2 separate regions of the Acanthopagrus latus genome follow, and region 1 is linked to region 2. A link is a contact called in public Hi-C data. All regions are on one chromosome and are shown on one strand. Each heading gives the region's core, a stretch centred on a gene start, on an enhancer-like site or on the middle of the called end of the contact. The rest is flanking DNA. Distances are from core to core; before and after follow the strand shown.

Region 1 (4,301 bases), core at 843-3,342, 130 kb after region 2:
ATAAACGATCCTCTCTGCTGGTTTCGAGATTGGTCGAACTCTGAAAAGAGAAGAGAAACCAGCAACTGAGGTGACAAGCACCAGGAGAAAACAGGCGCGTTCACATCTGGAGTATACGTGCATAAAAAAAAAAAACGGCTGCCAGCTATTACCTTTGTGAGACTGTTTAAGATGGTGACATGTGATGACCTCGAACTGGCAAGACCTGCTTCAAAGTCAAGAGAAGACATGCAAATAGAGCGCGGTTCGGCAAACAAGGACCTTGAAAAGAAGATGTGCTGTCTTGCTTTGAACAGAGGAGGGCATTGGCTGTCTGTGCAGAGTGTAAGGCCATGGTGCACCCAAAACACTGCTAATAAAGCATGTTCATGATTTGTACATCTAAAAAACACAGATAAAATCCTTTGAACATGTAGTGTCCTTCACTTATCACGTGCTTTGATAAAGTGCCCTTGAGCAAGACAATAAACCTCTGCTGGCATATCTGTTGTAACTGCTTCTAAAGAGAGAGTAGAGAGACGCTAATTAACCCACCATAACACTTCCTGTTGAAGAAACAATAGTACTGGGAAAGGTAGGTGATGACGCTCAAACAATCAGGCACCATGGAGGAAGCCATGTCGTTTGGGTCCAGCAGAGCAGGGATGCCCAGCCTCGTCTCTGCAACCTCAAATGCCTACAGACGACGGAAGACAAACAGAGACAAATGTGAAGAGGGGGTTGCATGACTAACACTTACCCCGAAGTTTTGTGTTATGGTGTTTTGTGTTAGTTATGAGAAATAAACCCCACCAGCAGAGTTATCATAGCTTGAGTGAAAAACATAGGAGGACATGACTCACCAGCTTGTTATTTTGAAAAACATTGTCTTTGGAGAGGGAGCTGAAATCTCTGGAGCAAGGTGAGGAGGAAAATGGAGAGACTGATTAACTGATGGGGGAAAAGACACAAAAACACACAACAGACCTGAACAGTTGCCTGTCTGAATGGTGGTCAACAAGTGAGTACGCAGCCGTAAAGCACTGTGTGAGTAAAATGCGGTTAAAGATCAGAGATCAGATGAGATGATTCTGGTTCAATGGCTGTGTGTGAGAGGTAAAAACAAACCAACCAATCCCATTAAACTGGACAAGAGAAGGCTAATCAGAGAGACAGAGAGAGATTAAGCAAAGGAGAGCAGATTAGTCCTTGAGACAGTGTGCAGGTTCCGCTCTGCTCCAGATTAGGCAGCATGTAAGTCAATCAGGAGGAGCCCCAGTACACAAGACAATTCAGTCTCAGGGCTCCCAAAACAGACAATGTGTTTGTAATGTTAGAAATGTACCAGTCATGCACCTGCAGATCGGCCCAGGGCTGACAAGTGGTATACTTACATTAAGTCAGGTCTGTGCCTGTGGATGATGGCACAAAAGGCGAGTCCATCTCTGAATGAGGTTGACATGTTTTTTATTTCCACTTTGGGGTAATGAGCGCATGTGACACGGCACCACTCTCGTAAAGCCTTCGGAGAAATCATTTCTCGTGTCATCTTTGACATGGGGATGAGTGAACATGGCACTTCATGAGTTAGAGTACATCAAATGAAGCTCGCAAGCTTTTTCTTTCTTTTTCTTCTTCTTCTTCTAAGAGGAAACAGGAAGCGAGCATCTATTACCCTGGTAACTACCTTTTTTGCTCGCAGAAAACCTGCGGTCAAACCTGCACTTTGAGTTGGTGAAGCAGCAGGAAGGAAGTTATTTTCCCGTTATGCTTTGTCGGGTAAAAACAAAAGTGTCGGCGCATGTGAAGCGACTTCACTTTGCCTCAGTGTCCACAGCCACAAGTTAGCCTCTCAGTCTCACTCGGTTTTATTTCACTCACGGCGACACATCGTCACTTTTCACCGCGAACCACCATCGAACTTCTGAATGTAGTGAACTGTCGTCCAGACATCTGGCAGTGTTCACATAAGTCCTGGTCGTTTTGAAAGAAGAGGTGTAAATTTAAATAAAATCCCGTTACTTGGCGTAGTCCACCTTGTTGTGCTCCACGTTTACTGAAATACACAATATCTGCCGCCAGAGGGAGACGCAGAGCTGCTGCTTCTCTATATTTAGGAAAGAGAGGTCTCTGATTACAAGATTATTGCTTTGACGCAGACTTGACAAATATGATACACCCTGTGATTTTTAATCCAAACATGATGATGCATTGCAGCCTCGTTAAAACATACAATTTCCAATCCCTCCTTTCTGTTACTGCCATTTTTGATCAATGAACAGATCTCATGGTTCAAACAATATGATTTTATCCGAGCATATTTATTTCCAGGCTACAGAATTATTTTGCAGTGTTCGGACAACACATCCACTTGTTTCAGTGAAGTTTTGTTATGTTAGTAAACCAAAACACTTCCGGTCAAACAAGTTAAATCAAACTAGCAGCATTAATGAAAAAAAAGAAAAAACAAAGAGACAAAATACGACACGTTTTGTTACGAAACTGTGATAAAGTGATTATAAAAACGTGCTTTATCACTTATTGGTTTATAGAATATGTTGAAAGCGACACTAACTAAATGTTCTGCTTTAATTGTGAAGGAGTTTGACTTCCGGTATGAGACCGTTATCTCGCTTCTCGCAGGACACTGATAGAAATCTATGTGCTAGAACGGTTATACCCATTCAAATTGACACTTTTTAATTTCTAATAATTAGAGATATTTTCATTGACGTTGACGCTGACGTGGCATACAAGCACAAATAATAAGCATTAATTAGCAACTTTGGTAAAGACATTAGTTTAAAAGATAAAATGTTTTCTTACTATTTACAGTTGTTGTACACTTGTAAGTAAATTTCAGCAAGCGTATGTATATTGAGAGGATCCGAGACGTAAAACTAATATGTTTTAATACTGAATGTAAGTATTATATTAAAAAAAGCTTTGAAATATTTTTAGTTTCTATCCCTTCGAGTTCTTTGTCTCTTCCGCCTCTACGTGCTAGTGTTCGTCCCTCGCGAGACCCACCGACACATCACATAAATCTCGCAGTGATGGCTGCGCCGCCCGATGCGGAGAGTTTGGAGTCTCGTATCAGTGAGTATTTGAAACTTATTCCGCCGAGCCAGTGTCGCCTGAAGACACAGACACTCACAAATTATTATCCGCGAGTTGTCGTCGGTGAGATGACAGCTCACCACAGCAGCGCGTGTCCCGGCAGAGGGGACTGAGACCCTGCCGTCACATCCAGGATGCTAACGTTAACCTAGCACTGGAGCTGCTGTGCTTGCCAGCTGTCAACACACAACACAGCCAGGCGTAGCATTAGCTTGACGGCGCGATAGCTCAACTAGGGAACCTTAGTGAGCGACAAGAATACGGGCCCCTTCAATTTTAATCACACAGGCTTTATTATTTTAATGTCAAAGCTCTGGCCTCGTAAGAAAGTTCTAGACGAGACAGTGACACAGTGCGACTACCGACAGTAAGCTAGCTAACGTGACACTCGGTTAGCACCTGCCCTGTGTATTTCTCTCTGCACGGTGGCATGTTGGCGTTATGTGGCAGAGACTTAATGAATTTTAATGAAGGAGTCACTTGGGAAGCCTCGAGGCCTTCTTGGACTCTCTTGGGTGTTTTAGTTTAAGTTTTATATGCCAAAATCTTTACAAATTTCCACTCATCATCTCTATAACGTGAACACATTTTGGAGTGAGTGTTGATGCTCTTATTCAAATATAAATCTAAAAGCGAAACACCAACCAGAAACAGATTGATGGAAACTAAAAATGAAACAGTGCCAACGTTGTGCAATGAGATTATGTTTGTGTTAAAACTGTAAAAAAATGGTAAATTAAACTCTGTTTGCCGACCAACTTGTTACCCACAATAATTAAAGAAGACTATATTAGTTTTGGATAGATGTACTTAATAAAGTGGCAGCTGGATGTAGAAACAACTGAACAGATAGAGATGTTCACTGTTGTATTTACACAGAAGAAAACATTAAACCAATCCAGAAAGATAATTCGTCTTTATAGTAATATAATCCTTCATGTCATTAATAATGCAACCTGTGTTATTTAACATTACAAATATTATTTAACCAAAATGACAGACATGTATGTTATCTTAAACCACATTAACAACATTCTGATATAACCACGTCTTTTTGCCTGACATCACATTTGCTGACATTTCAGACAGAGCCACAAACCCACTCAACAGAGACACAGACTGGAGCAGCATCCATGCCTTTTGTGACCAGCTCAACAATGATTTGGAGGGGTAAGAGGACATTGTTTTGTGCTTCTTACTTG
Region 2 (4,307 bases), core at 1,106-3,605:
TCATTTAAAAATAAAACCATAGGACAACTTTTTTTTTTCTCACAGAGTCAGCAGAAACAAGTGTTCCTGAAGACAGCTGAGTGAAGACAATGTTCGATTAAGGCCAATTTGTGCATTCTGAGAACATCTTTTGGGTAGCTTCCCAGCTCTCTGAGAAATGCCGCACTAAATATCCTTAAGTGCTGGTCGAAAGCCTCAATATTTCTAGATAACAGCTAAGGAAAGGGGGCCTTGTCTCTCCTGTGGCAGCGGCTCGTCGGGGTATTTGATGGTCCTGTGTGCTTCCGAGCAGTCAGCCATGTCGCTCTGACAGATATTTATGAGCAAAAAGGTTATCGCCGCTGGCACAATTTAATGCAGTCAACACATACATCCTGGAGCTGTTAACGTTTCCACGCGATAGGGCAAAGTGCTGAGACTTTAAGAAGTAGTGCAAGAAGGACATTAACAGCGGATAAATCATCCTTAATGTGGAATAGGCAGCACAGGAATGAGGGTCTAAATGCATCCATTAACTGTAAGCAGGCAACCCTGATTACACAGGCCCATCATTTTAAAAGGACGTAGGAAAATCTACACTGACGTCTTGAGATCAGATTACATTTGGCCATGGCCTGACCAGATGGGGGTTGACTATGAAACACAACAATGTTAGTTGCGCTGCTTAGGGAGAAATGAGATGTCTGACAGATATTTAGATCCACTCGAGAGAGCAGCGAGGAGATCAACCCTCCTTCCCCCAGCGTTTTTGCTTGAAGTGTAGAAACAGCCTGTGCCATACACAGATCTGCCCAGCGCACAGAATGTATACAACACAGCTGCTCCGCAAGATGTCCACATTCACATTCGCTCCTGTTGAATCCTGGACCGGGTGGCTTTCTCTCAACAAGACCTGATGTTCTGTATCCAAGGCGGGAGGGCCTCTTCCCGATTGGCGCTTATGTTGGATGAGGTGTGTTTGCCGCGGGGAGGTCTGAAGGCAGAGTAGTTATCGCTGGAGCCGTAAACTCATGTAAATCTCTTGGCCCGAGGAGACTTTTCCTCTGTGCCAACAACAATCTGCCATGGCAGGAGAGGCTGAAGTCTGATTTCCTGTGTGGGAGATCCAGGTTCCAGGTTTGTCAGATCTGTAGGCTACCACAACTTATCATACTACAGACCCCTGAAGATAGCTCCACTCTGCGCTGGAATTCCCTGTGATATGAAAACACGGATCTGATATTCTTCCACGCACCAGCAACCTGCAATTTCTCTAATCCCGGGGGAAAAGAGCAGGAAACAAATATCTTGAAAATAATCTTTAATCAACGGTGGGAAGCAGTCCACACTGTAAACTAACCAACTCTGTGACATTCATTTCGAGAGGTAAAACTGACCCTTGAGGTGTTAGTGACTCCTCAGAGGATGGAGCACACAAGATGCTTATCAGATTGCTCTGGATGTGCAGCAGGAGTGGATCTAGATTCCCCTCAGGCTGCCAGCCTGCTGTGGGAGGTTTGAGGTTCAAGGACTGACACATCCTCTCTCGCTCCGCTTCGATCTCCCAGGCTCTCCTTTGGTTATCACTCATGCAGAGGCATGGCCACGGACATGCGTAATGGTGATGATGATGGCAGAGTCTGGATAAAGATTGTCATGTGGACCATAAATCACACATTGCCTAATTGACTGCATGTACTCTACCTGACCCGCGTCCCCTTCAGCCGCGCGACTGTCTACAGGAAATGATGAGTCAATTTGCTCAATTTTCAGCCCATAATTAAACGTCAATTGTGAAGCTGTGATGTAAGACCTCATCTACTGGTGATATAGAACAACTCCGCATTGTTACATCCCGTTTATACGTATAAGATTTTCCTCAAGGGGTGTGCTTTTTGGAATTAACCAAGTATTTGAAGTCGCTCCTCGACAAATCGATCCCGCTTGTCATCTCGGCTGTATGCCCCGCCGCCGGATCCATCAACCGGCGTCCAGCACCGGAGATCAAACCGATAAAGCGCTGGACACTGGAGCCACGAAACTCGCGTATCACTCACCGTGCTGTATCGAGAAACGGCGGCGCCACACGGCAGCGATTATCCGGCAGCTTTTGCTCCAAAGTAGTGCAGTTTAACCTCTTTATCTCCAAACAAGACGTCTGAGGTCAGCTCGGTGATGAGGGGGTGACGGGACAGTCCGTCTGTCCCGATCGATCCTCAGGTAACAGCGACGCGAAGGTGGAGGTGTTCATTTACATGCGGCTCTCGCTCCTCCACTCTGCCAGCGCCACGATCGCACCGGCTGGATCGTCTTGGACAAATGACAGCCAGCGGGCGCTCAAACACGGAGGAGGAGGATGTTGTTTCCGCACGGAGGGTTTAAAGAGACACACCACCAGAGCATGGGCTGCGTTCCGTTTCCTTCATGTGCTCTCTCTGAAATAATGATGCTTCAGTGCTGACAACTTGCTAACCATGCAAACAAACACTATCTATCTATCTATCTATCTATCTATCTATCTATCTATCTATCTATCTATCTATCTATCTATCTATCTATCCTGTCTGTGTACAGTATATATCAGTGTATAATACTGCTAAAAAATGCCCGTAATTTGGAAACAAAGGCATTTTTTTCTAAATTAAATTAACATTAAATTGAACAACAAATACAGGCCATACACTGTTCATGTTCTTTAACTGGGTTAGGGTTAGACTGTCTGATTTGTGATGGAATGTAGGTGTGCTGAGGATCCAGTGGCACACTGTTAGCTTATCCCAGTTGCTGAAAGGCCAATTAAGCATTAGAAAACCTTTGTGTAATATGTTATGTAAAACTATCAAGAAAGCAATAAAATCGGCCATCCTTGGGGTAGTTATTATCATTGAGGGTTTGATTATAGTCTCAAAATGGCCTGGGAAAAAAAAAAAAAACCTCCTACCCTCTGAGACTTGTCGGTCTATTCTTAAAGCCGAGAAGGCTATTCTGTGTGAGAAACTGCCAAGAAACTGCAGATCTCATTCAACGGTGTGTACTACAGAACAGTGCAACACAGCTCTAACCAAAATAGAAAGAGAAATGGGAGGCTGTGTTGCACAAGAGGACAAGTGATGATAAGATGGAGGAGTGCTCAAGGCCATCTGGAGTTGCTTTGGTGCTGGTAAATTGGGAGAATTGTACAGGGTTAAATGGATTTTGAGAAGGAAGGCTATCACCACTGTGTTTTTGCAACAAAGCACAGCTCCAAACTATGTAAGAACTATTTAGGGAAGAACAGTCTATGAGGGAGTGGCCCACGCAGCCACCAGATCTCTACCCTATTGAGCTTTTGTTGTGCAGCTCTATATATACACATGGGCGATATTAAGACAGTAAATTTAGAATTGCAATTCTGTATCTGTACGTGATGATTATTTAAAGCATATTGCTTTGGTGATGTGAATGCTTAAGAGTACATATTTCCAAGAAAGAAAACCTTATTCACTTTGTCACTGAAGTACAAGACAACCTGTTCTATCTGACTGAAACAACACCTGAAATGCATTTATTTATCATTTGTTAGCTTCCTGGAATATTTGAATAATTTCATCAGTGTACATTACAGTTAAGGATCCTCTTGAGAAAAAAAATGACCACAGATTTTCTGCATACTTTTGCCACCATTACTAACACTGCCCAAGCACATAAGCAACAGCTGCTTCCCCTGACCACCTCACAGCCACTGTCAAACCCATTCTCACATAGTGATTTCTGCTTTTATATCGGCAAACGTGTCCTTCAAGCTTTTGTTCACAACCCCTGGAACTCGCAGCATTTTAATTTAACAGTAGTCTTCCTTTGCTTGAATTAAAGACTTGTTACAGAATCCACAGAGAAATAATAAATGACACGAATGGTAGTTTCAGCTCGACAATTTCTATCACGCCACAGTTTCAAAACTCAACATGTAAACATAAAAACTGCGAGTGAGCATCGGTGTCTGACTGTGTTGTCTATTATGTGCCCTAGAAAGAAGCACAGACACTCTGATGCTTCCTTCAGATCAGAACGTAAACACAATTATAGGAATTAATGAAATGTAACAATGACTGAACAAGAAATAAGTAGCCAAATTGATGGCATAACAACATCGGCATAGTATAATCAGTTTGCTGAAACATCAGCCTGCTTTCACTGTAAAGTCAGACAGACAAATGGACACATCTCCAACATGGCTGAAGGTGGTAGTTAAGGAATGATGAAGCAAAATGACAGAGTAGGTGTGTACATGTGATATAGCTAATGTTTGGAAGGGAATGATCCAAAAGGGAAACTATAATTAGGTTTCA

The links. A called contact is a pair of places that touch in the nucleus more often than the background predicts.
Region 1: a contact with region 2 is called in a Hi-C map of muscle, with 7 times the contacts expected there. The contact joins the promoter of LOC119014450 here to the promoter of LOC119013442 in region 2. A contact is called at or near these places in 2 of 4 Hi-C or Micro-C datasets (liver and muscle).

Annotation. Positions count from the first base shown.
Region 1 is chr23:6,476,356-6,480,656 of fAcaLat1.1, forward strand. It overlaps LOC119014450 (MICAL-like protein 1), which reads right to left and starts at 2,093. Exons shown (of 15, transcript XM_037089632.1): 1 at 1,374-2,093; 2 at 843-891; 3 at 535-676; 4 at 153-205; 5 at 1-40. The coding sequence starts at 1,537. It overlaps LOC119013937 (ADP-ribosylation factor-binding protein GGA1-like), which reads left to right and starts at 2,981. Exons shown (of 17, transcript XM_037088854.1): 1 at 2,981-3,078; 2 at 4,185-4,269. The coding sequence starts at 3,036.
Region 2 is chr23:6,343,024-6,347,330 of fAcaLat1.1, forward strand. It overlaps LOC119013442 (coiled-coil domain-containing protein 134-like), which reads right to left and starts at 2,356. Exons shown (of 7, transcript XM_037087981.1): 1 at 2,037-2,356. LOC119013439 (meiosis inhibitor protein 1) reads right to left here. Exons shown (of 33, transcript XM_037087978.1): 33 at 3,489-4,193. The coding sequence ends at 4,139.